3 separate regions of the Oryctolagus cuniculus genome follow, and regions 1 and 3 are each linked to region 2. A link is a contact called in public Hi-C and Micro-C data. All regions are on one chromosome and are shown on one strand. The core of a region is the stretch at or near the end of the contact, and the rest is flanking DNA. Distances in the headings are between cores, read along the strand shown.

The links. Hi-C and Micro-C count contacts between places; a contact is called where the count stands out from the background.
Region 1: a Hi-C map of an unstated tissue shows a contact between it and region 2, with 2.0 times the contacts expected there. The contact joins the enhancer-like site here to the promoter of PACSIN2 in region 2. A contact is called at or near these places in 2 of 6 Hi-C or Micro-C datasets (ear pinna and an unstated tissue).
Region 3: a contact with region 2 is called in a Micro-C map of ear pinna, with 2.6 times the contacts expected there. The contact joins the enhancer-like site here to the promoter of PACSIN2 in region 2. A contact is called at or near these places in 2 of 6 Hi-C or Micro-C datasets (ear pinna and an unstated tissue).

The regions. Positions count from the first base shown.
Region 1 is chr11:118,588,013-118,592,508 of mOryCun1.1, forward strand. The region is part of intron 1 of PACSIN2 (protein kinase C and casein kinase substrate in neurons 2); the gene reads right to left. Among named protein-coding and RNA genes, the nearest start is that of ARFGAP3, 64 kb to the left of the region's middle. Within about 2 kb of position 2,354, at least 1 of the 8 cell types and tissues checked has an H3K27ac peak or open chromatin away from gene starts, as enhancers often do.
Region 2 is chr11:118,660,561-118,665,072 of mOryCun1.1, forward strand. PACSIN2 (protein kinase C and casein kinase substrate in neurons 2) reads right to left here and starts at 1,872. Exons shown (of 10, transcript XM_070053003.1): 1 at 1,695-1,872.
Region 3 is chr11:118,553,734-118,558,042 of mOryCun1.1, forward strand. The region is part of intron 2 of PACSIN2 (protein kinase C and casein kinase substrate in neurons 2); the gene reads right to left. Among named protein-coding and RNA genes, the nearest start is that of ARFGAP3, 29 kb to the left of the region's middle. Within about 2 kb of position 1,563, at least 3 of the 8 cell types and tissues checked have an H3K27ac peak or open chromatin away from gene starts, as enhancers often do. A contact at or near this core is called in ear pinna, where this site is marked.

The sequences.
Region 1 (4,496 bases), core at 1,104-3,603, 72 kb before region 2:
CATATCTACCATGCATTCTGTGTCGAAACAAAACATACTTTAGTAAAGCAGAAGAGGTTTTTTAAAACATTGAATCACCACAGACCCACGGGAAGGCAGAGATGACACACTGAGCCGGCTGTTCATTTTCCCGTCTCTCAAGTCCATGCATTTGGCGCTGGGAAGCCAAAAGATGTTCCAGATGCTGGGGGTCCCACAAGTAAAACAGATGGAAACCCCTGCCACGGGGGACTTTCCATGACACAGCAGTGCAAAGACGGGGACAAGGGGCAGGGCGGGAAGGAAACCAGAGAGGGTCCCACGTGAGGGTGACATCCCAGACCTGGGAGGGCGGGCGCCACACCGGGCCCCAGAGCAGGAGCAGTCCCAGCAAAGGGAGCAGCACGTCCCCAGCACCCCCGACAGGCAGGGCACCTGCTGCTGTGGTTCTCCGTGGGGAGCCGGGACCCACACCAGCAGACGTGCCGACAAGCGAGTAACGCAGCAGTGACCACCTTTCAGCTCCTACCAGCCCAGTGACCAGAGCCCGTCACTGACCTCGTGGTGAGATTTCCCAACTCAACCACTCATGAACAAGCACCCAGTGGCTGCTGCGTGCAGAGTCGAGACCCGCGTCTGGACCCGTGTCAGGCTTGCCGCCGGCACGGCACGATGCTCTCACTTCCCACACCTGGCCGTCACCTCCGGCCTCTCCCGCCTCACTCTCCCTGACGCAGAGCATCCCAGGCTTGCTGTGGTGAGACGGGAGGCACGGGGCTCCGGGAGGCAGGGAAGGTCAGCGTCCCTGGTGTTCCACAGGACCTGGGGCTGGCCGCACAGACTTGGAACCCTGGAGGGCTTCCCCGGCCTGGCTCAACCAAATCTCGATCGCTATCTGCAGAAGGCTGTCTTCCACTCAGGAACTGAAGGATGAGCTGCCTCCTGCCCACTCAGTGTTTCCCAGCTCACTTCCTCCCTGCCCCACTCACACGTGTGCTGGAGGTCAGACATGTCATCTTGTTAAACGCTGATTCATGCTGACAACCCTGAGAACAAATGCCATTTAAATCGAGCAGACCTTAAAACACTTTTAAGGCAAACCGAGCAGTCGCTTGAGGCCAACCTGGGGAAGGTGTGTGCACGCCTCACGCTCTGTTCGAGCTGGTGGTCTCACCCCGACACTTTGCGGGGCTCACAAAGAAGTGGAGATTTCAATAAAGGACACTAGGGCGTGAGTTCCTAAGGCCCGAGAATGACAATCAAGGTGGCAGGGTGGCATGTGGCACAGTGAGTCCAGCTGCTACCTGTGACGGCAAATTCTCTTATCAGAGTGCTGGTTCCAGGGCCGGCGCTGTGGTGTAGCAGGCTAAGCCTCCACCTGCGGTGCCAGCACCCCATACGGGCACTAGTTCGTGTCCTAGCTGCTCCACTTCCGATCCAGCTCTCTGCTGTGGCCTGGGAAAGCAGTGGAAGATGGCCCAAGTCCTTGGGCCCCTGCACCCGCGTGGGAGACCCATAGAAACTTCTGGTTCCAGCTATGGATTGGCCCAGCTCCGGCCGTTGCAGTCATTTGGGGAGTGAACCAGCAGATCAAAGACCTTTCTTTCTGTCTCTCCCTGTCTCTGTCTGTGGCTCTACCTCTCAAATAGCTAAATAAAAAAATCTTTAAAAAAATTATTTTTAAAGAGTGCTGGTTGGAGTCCCAGCTGCTCTGCTTCCGGTCCAGCTCCCTGTGCCTAAGACAGCAGAACACAGCCCAAGTGCTTGGACCTCTGCCAGCCCTGGGGGGGACGGGGCTGGGGTTCCGAGCTCCTGGCTTTGGCCTGGCCCAGCCCTGGCCAGTGAGGCCATCTGGGAGTGAAGCAGCAGATGAAGACCTATCTGTGTCACCTGGGCTTTCAAATAAATAACATCTATAAGAGATGGTTCCGAGGGTCCAGAGAAAGGCACGCCTGTTTACTTTGTTCTTAACACCGATCTGAGGAAGGCGGGCTCCTGATGCAAAAAGCCTAAGGGAGCTGCTAAGAGGCTTGACCCTCTCCCTTTTACCTTACACAAACAGAGGCAGATCACAGACCAGGCTGCTCTGTGGCCCAGGATCCAGAAGCAGGCAGGGAAGCTCTTTCTCTGGCAAGAGCTGACCGGTGTGTGCCACACGCCAAGCACCACACCCCGCAGACAGCACAGGGGCTCGGAACGGCCCTGAACAGGCCACCAGAAGACCCTTGGGCCTCCTCGGCTCTCCTGTTTCCTCCCGGCAGCTCGGCACAGTCAGTGCTATCCCTACGCTACCCAGCTGTGCTTCTCACAGACGGGCTTTCTCACTCCACTCTACCTATCTGTAGCCCAAAACAGGTGCTCAAGAAACGCTTCGGAAGACTAGGGGAGGGGGAGAGGGCTGCTGTCTGCACTGGACCCTGAAGGCGGAGAAGACGGCGATGCGCCAGCCGGGAACTTAGTCCTGTCTTCTCATTCTGCTCCCCCATGAACTTCTGGAGCCCCCTCCTACGTGAGAAATTAGCAATAATGATGATAATAATTAAAAAAAAAAAAAAACACAGACGTGGACTCACGTAGTAACCCTGTTACCCTGGCAGCTTAAAAAAGCCCCGAGTTGATGGCCCACCTCCTGGTCATTTTCAGATGGCTCACCGGAAAGCAGCAGCAAAGGCGGACAGACCAGTGACTCTGGCACTTCACCCACGCGACGCCACTAACGAAGCGCTGGAGCTACGGGTGCAGCGAGATGTGTCCCCAAAACTCCCTCTCCTTACGTAACGGAAACGTGTCAGCTGACAGATCCATGCCCTGGACTGATTTTTACAGCAACATTTCTTTGACCTCTGGTTGGCAAGTACCCTGGGAATGTGGGAACTCGGATGAAGAGTTCCCCAACCTAAATACCGAGCTGATGTGCCACAGGTTTAAAATAGAAGAAGTTACTTTAAAAAGGACAAAAATGACACATTTTCAAATCTGTGATTAGTGTGAGAATCCAAACAATGGTGCAAGAAAATGTCCAGAAAGACTGAGGACTTGAAAGGAGATTTTAGAGGTGACCCACTTAGAGCAGGCCTCACTGAACCAGAAACACGCGGCCTGATCCCACAGGGCCACCGGGAGTCCTCGAGCGCCAGCAGGGGGGTTTCAGGCCCACAGGGCAACGTTTTCGTGAGAAACATGGAATGAAATCTGCTTCCAGGATTAGGAGGGATTGGGCCGTACTGGGTGTCAGGAGCCCCGGAGGCGAGCGCTGCAGACGTTGGAGGCCACCTCCGTCCCAGCCTCAGTCTCCTGCAAGGAGAGACGTTCCCTGCCCTGCTGGCTCTCGGGGAATGAACGGTCACTGTCATCGCATCTGTGGTCAGTTCCTCCCGTCAATCCCGCTGTCACTAATGAACAGATCTTGAGTACCTACTATGTGCCAGGGCCTGGAGACAGCCCCGGGCAAGACAAAGCCCCTGACTCTCAGAGACTGCGTGTAGAGCTGTCTGCGTGCACCGGGCTGGTGCTAAGCTGCGGGATGAAGGAACAGCCTCCTCACGCGTGACCAGACTTCCAGCCTGGTCTTCCCCGGCCGGCTGCGTGAGTGCAGCCTGCGCTGTGGAGCTGGGAGGGCTGTGAGACACAAGGACGACGCTGTGACCACGTAACACCGTCATCTAGCACTGTCACCAGAGTGGAACCAAAACTAGAACTACACGGAAAGCTTAACAACGCGAGAGCCTTAACCACTCAGCGGTCAGGACACTTTCCTCCCAACGCAGCTTTCTGCACTCCACGCCATGAAGGAGAGAAGTGCTCTTCAGAGTCAGCGTCCGGGCTGCCGGCCCAGGGCGAGCCCATCTCTACATCTCAGAAACTGCGCAGTGGGCAGCCAGGCAGGAAAACCACAGGGTGGGTCTGGTCTAGCGTGGACACCAACGGAAGCCCAGGGACAGCAACGGACGCTGTAAGCAGAAAGGAGCAGATCTGGGTTGGCCGAGCTGGGAGCCAGAACATCCCGTGACCCGTGACCCGAGCCCAGGCCCCCTGACCAGCCAGGAGTTACAGGTCCTACGTGCTGTTTCTAGGAGTTACACACATTCACCAAGTCTCGGGGACGTTCCCAGAGGGTTAGACACAGAGGGTGGGTGCACACGCCCGTGAAGTGCTCAGGTATGCTACGCGTTTCACCTTCAGCCGGGGGCAGAGAGTTAACGTGAGGAAGGGGCGCCCTGTGTCAGACAGGGGAAGGTGAGGCTACAATCACAGTGTGTGCCAGGCTCCTGGCCACACCTGCACCAGGACTGCAGCTTCTTAATGAGAGCTGTCAGCCCCTCTCCTGCATCTGCCCAGTCAGTCCCCTCTTGTTCACCTGCAAGGACGCCTGCTTATGCCCACCCAGGCTCGCTCGAGGTTAGGACATTTTCTAGCGGGTGCTGGGGGCGTGGGTAGGGAGTCTGCTGAGTGGGAAGACGGGTGACGCAGACGCCGGGCACTTCTCACACGTTCTCCACCTGTTACAGACCTTGGCA
Region 2 (4,512 bases), core at 622-3,121:
AGTCTAACTGGAAAAATCCGCCTCAGCACCGTCACTCACTCACGGGAACACGGTCGTGGCGCACAGCACCTACAGGGTGGCCCCCATTACGCCCGCGGGGAGGGGCGGGGTGGCCAGAAAGCGCTTGGCAAACGCTACTGTGATCACTCAGCACCAAGCACCAGCAAATGAATAACACAGCAGTGGCTCCGAGGTTCTCTGCTGCCCCAGCACCCTGCCTGTGGGCCAGGGTGGGCTGTCAGGGGCGGGGAAGGAGGACATAGGCTCAGCACAATCCCCTGGGTGCTCCCGCCCCGGAAATGCCTGTGGACGGGCACCAGGGCCAACCTCGGCCCCCACCTGGCTCTGCGGGAAGCCACCGCACGTTTTTCGATTAAACGTTACGACCTCTTAACGTTGGGAACTACAGGCAGAGGTTCCAGCTGGCCAAACAGCAGGCGCTAAGAATACTGTTCTCATTCAAATGAGCTGCGGCTCTTCCCCGGAAAGCGACCAGGTGCAGCCCCAGTCACCGGTCCACTGCTCTGTGTCGCTCGGCCCAGTGGCCGGTTCCGTGAAGTTTCGCGACTGCTGGGGCCCCGTCTCAGCGGGCGCGGGGACTGCCACGCTCCAGGGTCAACTTCAAACGCACACGCACCACACTTCCCAGGTGAATCAGGCGCCGCCCTAAATGCCTCCACCGCGGGGCTGCGGGCACGCGTGGGGATGCGTGGGGCGAGCCCAGGAGGGCTCCCACAGACACCCCGCATCCTGGGAGAGCCGCCCAGGCCGCGCAGGGCCTGAAGCCGGGAGCTCGGGTCCGCAGCTCCGAGCTGGGCTCCACATTTTCATCGGGACAACCAGGGAGCGTCTGGTAAACAGTGCAGTCCGCACGGCTGGGGCAGAGAGCGGGGCAGAGCCGCGGGGCGCGCACACCCCACCCGGAGGCCGCCGGAGCCCGCCCCGCAACGGCGCCCCAAGGGCGTGTCTGCCCGGAGGCTGCGGCCGCGTGGGCCCCACGGAGCCCGCCAGCCTGCTCCGCGGACCAACTCCCGAGCGGAAAACCCACCTTCCCCCGCGGGGCCAGAATCCAGCGGCCACCGCGGGCCCCTCCGGACGCCCGGCCGCGGAGGGGCAAGTCCCAGGGTCGAGGGGACAAACTCCCCCAGCCCGGAGACCCGCTCCCCGGCAAGCGCTCGGCTCCCCCACCCTCCCCGCGCGCACACTCGGCGCCGGGACAGGGCGGGTGGGAAGGCAGGAAGGAAATGGAGGACCGCTCCTCAAAGCCCCGAACCCGCGTCCCGGGCTCCCCTCGCCCACCCGCGCCCCGGGATTCCCGCCCCCCCCCCCAACCGCACCTCGGTCTCTCAAGTCCGCTCCGCGGCCGCCCGCCGCCCCCGGTGGCAGCCCTCCGGCCCCGCGAGGGCCCTGCCCGCGGCCCCCTGCCTCCGGCGGGTCCTCCGCCGCGACCACTCCTCCCCTCAGCCGCCGGCGCCGCCAAGACGCCCCCTCTCGGCGCCCCCTCCCCCCGTCCCCGGACACACGCCCCCCGCCCGGAGACAGGAAGTTTCGCGCGCGGCGCGGACGGCCCCACAGGCTCCCCCGCCTAGGGAGCCGAGCCCGGCGCGGCGGCCTGACAGGGCGCGGGCCCCGCCGCCGCCCAGCGCCCCCGCGTCCCGCCCTCGGCGCCCCAACCGTCGCGGAGCGCCCCTCACCTCGGTCGCCGCTCGCCTCTCGGGCCGCCGCGCACCCCGCTCCAGCCGCGACGGCGTCGCCAACTCCAACTCCGGCTCCGGCCCGCGTCCCAGCGCTCTGCTCCCCTCCGGCCGCGCTGCCCAGCCCTGCCCAGACCCGCCGCGGCCGCTTCTGCCGCCAGCCGCTACCGCGCCGCCCCCGCTGCGCTCGCCCCATTGGCTGCCGGCGGCCGAGCCCCGCCCCACAGCCCCTCTGGGGCTCCGGATTGGGCCGAGGAAGCTCGAGGGCGGCACGCCCCTAGGGCGCGCAGGGGACCTCCTCTAGGCGTGCATTGGTGGCTTCCCCCGTCAATCAAAGGCGGACTGCCTATAGAGTCCGGCGGGCGTCACTTTCTAGAAGTCGCGGCCCGGCGGCTATCAGCTGGGGACGCTTCCCCCTCTGGCTAGGGCTTCGCCGCTCTGCTGGCGCGCAGGGGTCGGGGCGCCGCACCTGGCTGGGAGTTGACAAAGGACAGAGTTTCCAAAGTTTGCCCTCCTGGGGAACGTGGGCTGACGTCCTTGGGGCTGACAGCAGGTGACCGGCTGGGCTGCCGCGGACTGAATGGCGCAGCCGGGACGGGAACCCGCAGGGCCATCCGGTGCCGAGGCCGCCTTGAGGATGGCGTGGTAACTCGGAGCTGAACGGCAGCAGCCGGGGGCCCGACCCCGGCAACGCCGCCATGGCCCAGCCTCCACAGGGCGGGGACTGGACGAGGGTCTGCAGGGTGGCCCTCCGCCTTCCAAGCTGTCCTGTTGCGTCGTCTTCAGGATGGTAACCGAGGAGGAAAGAACAGAGCCGACACGCGGTGCCGGGACTCTGCCACCAAGACACCCCCAGGCCCTGTGTGTGCAGCCGGGCAGCTGGCACTCCAACTCCGTGCCTGTACCTCCAGGGTCGCTCACTGGCCTCCCGGCACCCCTTCTGCAGCCACTCACACCAAGGGGCGGGGGTGTGGAAGGCACAGGAGGTGTCAAGTCTGGCATCTTCCAGTAACAGGATGGGGGCGGGGTCACTGCCTGGTCATGCGACCCAAGCAGTGCCCTGGCGTCACGTGCCTTTGCCCCCCCCCTTCTTTCTCAAGACAAAAACACCCCCGTGGGGGCTGGCGTGTGGTGCACCTGCCTTTGATGCCAGCATCCATGAGTGCTGGTTCATGTCAGCTCCCTGCTTATGTGCCTGGGAAGGCGGCAGCAGGCGGCTCAAGTGCTTGGGTTCCAGGCTCCTGCCTTTGGCCTGACCCAGCCCCAGCTATGGCCGCCATCTGGGGAGTGAACCAGCGGATGGGAGATCTCTCCCTCCATCTCTAACTCTGCCTTACACATTAAAAAATCCTTTCTAGCGGCCGGCGCCGCAGCTCACTAGGCTAATCCTCCGCCTAGCGGCGCCGGCACACCAGGTTCTAGTCCCAGTCGGGGCACCGGATTCTGTCCCGGTTGCCCCTCTTCCAGGCCAGCCCTCTGCTGTGGCCAGGGAGTGCAGTGGAGGATGGCCCAGGTGCTTGGGCCCTGCACCCCATGGGAGACCAGGAAAAGCACCTGGCTCCTGGCTCCTGCCATCGGATCAGCGCGGTGCGCCGGCCGCAGCGCGCCAGCCGCGGCGGCCATTGGAGGGTGAACCAACGGCAAAAGGAAGACCTTTCTCTCTCTCTCTCTCTCTCACTGTCCACTCTGCCTGTCAAAATTAAAAAAAAAAAAAAATCCTTTCTAGCAAAACAATCCCTGTTGTTTTCTGGTTTGCACTGTTGCTTGAACCCTGGTCGCGACACCTGCCCTGCAGCTTATCAGGGAGCTTTTCCCAAGGGAGCCCCGTGTGCCAGCAGGGAACACCCGACCTCGTTCCTCAGGAACGTGCCACTTCCCGGGAGGGCACCCGGCTTCCTTCCTCATCATTCAGCCGGGCCTGCGCCCCTTTCCAGCCGAGGAGCCCTGAGCTCGTCACTGCCGCCCTCTGCACCTCCTGAGCGCCCGCCTGTGACAAGGGTGGTGACAGAGCCCACCTCGCAGGGCTGAGGGGGCAGGGCCCTCTGAACTCCATCCTTCCCACAAGGCGTGCCCGCAGCCGCACCCGACGCTCACCAGGTAGTCCTCATCGCTGTCCCACTCAGTAGGTTGGACATCAGCCGTCTGGGTTAGCACATGCTTTCATGAGAAATGAGCATTCTCCCAAACAGTTAAACACCCACATGTGTTGCTAGTAAAAAAAAAAAAAAAAAAAAAAAAAAAAAATCTTACTCTGCAGTATGTTTCAAGAAAAAACACTCAAAATCCATTACAGAGTTCGCTCAATAATTAATTCCTTACAGACGCATTAATGTCACAGACATTTGTTCAATGATTAATTCCAAGGCTTGGAATGTACCAGACAGGGCAGGGGGCTCAGAGGGTAGCCCTGGTCCTGCTGGAGCTCCTGGGAAAATCCGGCAGGGACACGGTCTAGAGGAGAAGGGGAGCTGAAGACTGGCGTGTCCCTGGGCCACCGTGGATGGACGGCGACAGAAAGCACCAGTCAGAGGCCAGAGACCCCACTCCTCAGGGACAGACGCGTTCCGCTTGGCCAGAGCGGGGCAGGGGCACAGAGAGGAGCAAGGAGGACTCGGCCAGGTGGCGAGGGCTGCCCGCCTCCTGGCCTCCGTCCCCTCCACTGTGTGACGGGGATGATCGCAGAAACCAGCGCTTAGGGAAACAGGATCGCCGATTCCCCACGTGCAAGGCTCCGGTCCATGGCTGTTAGATGCGTTCCACGACCCCCTACCCATTTCTGCAGACACGCTTCAGGGTAGAGCAGCGTAAAAAAGCTTGC
Region 3 (4,309 bases), core at 313-2,812, 110 kb before region 2:
CCTGGGCAGGCACGTTCCTTTCCAGCACACGGGGGAGCCCACGCCCAGACGCACGGCGTCCTGTCACTTACATGCTGAGAACCAGTGTCATCCAAGCAGCACACATTCCGGTCTCACAAACGGCCCTGAATTCACTCCTACTGCCTCCCTCTCTGGAATTTCTTGTTCCTGCTCCTCTCCCATTCGTGGTTCCCAAAGAACGGCTTCTCATGAATTTCTCAGTTGCCGATCCCGCACCTGCTACCGTGTGAGGCCTCCCAGCGCCTCCTGGAGATGGCTTGAATGTTGTTTCCTGGGCTGCAGTTCTGAATAAGCCCAAATAGACTCCTCCGTTTTGTAACTGACTCGTGCCTCAGTTGTCTCTCAAGGGTGAACAGTGCGGACACATATTTTCACTTCTCTTGGGAAAATACCCCTGCATGGATGACGCTCTGTGTGCGTTTAACAAAACTGCGGAACTGGGACCCAAAGCGGCTGTGCCCTGTGCACTCGCGTCAGCAGCCCAGGAGAGCGCCGGCTGACCTGCCTCCCCACCAGCACGCCGTCTTGCCAGGACTCTGTTTCTACACACAGCAGTATCCTGCGGCTTTAATCCGCACGTCCCCAATGTCTAATGACACTGACGACGTTTAATTTAACACCCATGTGCCTGCTTTATACCTTTTAAAAATCAACATAATTAGGATGGGTTCTAAATGCAAGGAAATTAATTTTGAAATTTCTGACAAATTGATCATATACTGGAATAAGAGTGTGTGTGTGTGTGTGTGTGTGTGTGTGAGACCAGTCTTCTAAATAAAAGCTCTTTTACTTCTTCAAATTACTAGCTTGTTTCCAGATGGCCAAGTGGCAGACAGTTTAATGCAGAAACTGGTAGTACACAAGCTTTGCTCCAAATCCCACTGTCAGCTGATCCATTCACAAAACGCCCATTTTTGGATGAGGTCTGATATATCTATGTCCCCAACTCCCTCTACACTCGGGCTCACCCCACTCAGATCCTCAGACACCAAAGACAAATGCCTGGGGCACCTGCAGGGTGAGGTACCTCACAGGGTGCCAGGGCTGCGGCACCAGGCAGCAGGGAGGGGTGAGGGGACACTTAAGGGACTTTTCAAGGACCGGTAGGAAGTGGAGATTAGAGGCACAGGGAACAGCAGCAGCAATGGCAACGACCAGAGCCATGAGACACCCACCAGGAACAAAACACAGAACGCAGGGAGGTGCCTGGACATGGGGTGGGGCCTGCTGGGGACCACTGCGGGGAGATCCTGGAGGGAAGGTGTGGAAGAGGCCTCTTGACACCACGGCTGCTTCCTGGGGCCAAAGTGGGCCGCTCTGTCCTCCAGGGGACAGGTGGGGAGGGGCGGTCGTCATGCACACCTCGCCAGGGCGGGGCCTCCTTCCCAGAGGCTTCCTGGGGCCGCTCGCTGCCTCCCAGCCATCAGGCCTGGCCCAGGGCCTCCACTTTCCACCCACAATACCCTTCCCCTGGGCCCAGAGCTCTCAGCTGCCCACCCTCTTCCTGGCTGCAAACCTCCCTTCAGCAGGCCAGGCTCTGAATCATTTCTCTGGCTGTCTTTGGCCCCACGCCCTGCGACTCCAGCGCAGAACAGCCTGGTTTTCCAGCTAGCTGGGACTCCCCGCATTTGTGGAAACATCTGTGGAATCAGGAACAGCGGCGGTGGACTCGGTGCACTGTTCTAACAGGCTGCACCAGTTCCTCATCCACCCTGCAGGCAGGTGGGTGGGAACAGTCCCCAGGGACCTGGAGAACGCCTGCTTCTGACCTCACCGCCCATGCACGTTGCCACCACCTTTCTGTGGAATGCAGCAGCCTGAGGCAGCAGGAAAGCTGGCAGACTTGGAAGCAGACCTGGGCATTCCTGGGGGGTGGACTCACAGCCCCTGCACTCCCCCAGCCTCCTCAGTGCCCAACAGAGGGCTGACAGGTCACCGGCACAGAAGCGGCTGTATTTGGTCCCTTTAAATGGACCATCTAGGGGCTGGTGTTGTGGCACAGCAGGGTAAGCCTCTGCCTGTAGAGCTGGCATCCCATATGGGCGCCGGGTGGAGCCCCGGCTGCTCCACTTCCCACCCAGCTCTCTGCTGTGGCCTGGGAAAGCAGTGGAAGATGGCCCACTTGCTTGGGCCCCTGCACCTGTGTGGGAGACCTGGCAGAAGCTCCTGGCTCCTGGCTTCAGATCAGCTCAGCTCCAGGTGTTGCAATCATCTGGGGCGTGAACCAGTGGATGGAAGACCTCTGTCTCTCCCTTTCTCTGTCTGTAACTCTGCTTTGCAAATAAATAAAATATTTTTTAAAAAATAAATGGACCTTCTATTTTAATACTTTTCACCTTCTCTTTGGTTGGTGACCACCAGACCCAGCTCATAGATAAATCAGCTAGTTACAGCCAAAGTTCCAGGGTAAAGCCCATGGTCCGAGTGAGAAGCGGGCCAGGCAGGACCACCCCAAAGCTGCTAATGCTCCACCTCCAAGGGCCTCCCCCACCCCTTCCTGCCCAGGCCTCTGACCTCTGCAGGACTCCGGCACGTGGGAGTGTGGGGCCAGGCGTGGCAGTCCCACACTGAGGGCAGTGTCAGGCCTGGGCTAGACCTCCCTGCCCACCATGATTCAGGCCCTGCTCTTGCCCCCAGCCAGCCTCGTGTCCCGTTTCCCAGATCTGACCAGACCCGGGGTGACAGCAGGCACCCTGGAGTCCCAGTCCCTAAGCCCTGCAGAGCGGTACCTGGAGGGGGCGTGGCCTGTCTCCCCACTGCCTTAGCCGGACCCACCCTCGACACGCAAAGGAAAAGCATGAGAGATGAGCCAGAGCGACTCAAAGATGACGCAGGCGCATACTTCTGTGATGTAAGGGGAGGCTCTGTAAGCACAATCTCAAAAGTAAAAGCTACAAGGACATACACACCACACACTTCATCACATCGAAAACTAAGAGTTTCCATTTAGAAGCCAACACCACGGACAGACAGCAGACCGCGAATGCTCTCTCACAATCAGCTACATTTAAACTTGACAAGGGACTAAAATCTGGAGTGTGCCAGAAAGTCCTGCACACTGCAGCCAAGAGGCCCCAGCATCCGGGGCTGTTCCCACGCGCGGGCCCCGGAGGATGCACTGAGAACCACCAGGCTGCAATGACAGCAGGAAGGGCGCGTGTGGAGAGGTGTGCAAGCCGCACCCCGACTGTCCTGGTGGGAACACGGGCTGGGGAGCCTTCTTCCAGGAGCCAGGCGGGGCGGAGTCACGGAGCACGCACCTGCCCTACAGCCCCAGACACGTCTCCTCGGGCCCCAGGGCAGGCAGCACACGGGTCAGCGCGAGGCACAGCGCGGACGTGCAGACCGGCAGACCCTGACGCCCGGCAAACACAGCCACGTGGCGCACGCCGTCACTGGGAGGCGGGCTAACAAAAGCTCTAACAGGCACCCAGGGGAGGAGAGAAGGGGCGAGGCGAGTCGGGGAGCGCGCCCCCACCCTACCTGCCCCCATCCTTGCACTCTGCTAAGGCTCAGCTCCTTTTCCTTGCGGAGGGTTCTCCTGCTGGAGCAGCACGGAGAGCTCGCATCACCGGCACTCGCCTGGAGAGACCAATTCCTCACTAACGGCCCCTGCTGGCTGCCCCCGCTGGGGGCCACGAGGGTCCTTCCGAACACGGTCCCCATGCCCTCCGCTCGTCTCCAGCCTGCCTCACGTGTGAGTGGCCTCCCTGCCAGGTTTCCAGCAGCGGCGGCATCACAATAGACTGTTCTGCCAGGCGGGCCCTGCTGGTGCTGTCACCTCATTCAGTTCTGTGACCACCAGTGTCTGTTTCACAGAAAAGGGAGCGCAGGTGCGAAGAGGTGCAGTCGGCCAACACCACGCAGCCAGGAAGAGGCAGAGCTCCCCGGCCAGCCGCAGGGTGCAGAGTTCAGGGTCAGTGTCGAGGGGGCTTCTACCCATCCCACCGGTTCCAGCAAGGGCCGCACACAGAGTTGGAGGCTGCAAAGCACAGCAGGGGTCCTCGCCCCGCCTCCTCCTGCTGACAGGGTCATCTCAGAGACCCCAAGCCTGCAACAGCTGGATCACTTGCCAAGGATGACCTTGATGTAACCCTCCGAATGATCAAGCCCTTTAGCCCGGGACCCTGGAGGCTGAAGCTCCACAGCCAACTCCTCACACCCTGCAGAGCGGCGAGCCCGCCGGGCCAAGCTGTCCAGCAGAGGGGGACGCCTGGGGGTGTCCTCTCAGCAAAGTCAGGGACTGGAGTCAAACCTTGTATCCAAAGCTGATGAAGACAAGGACGGA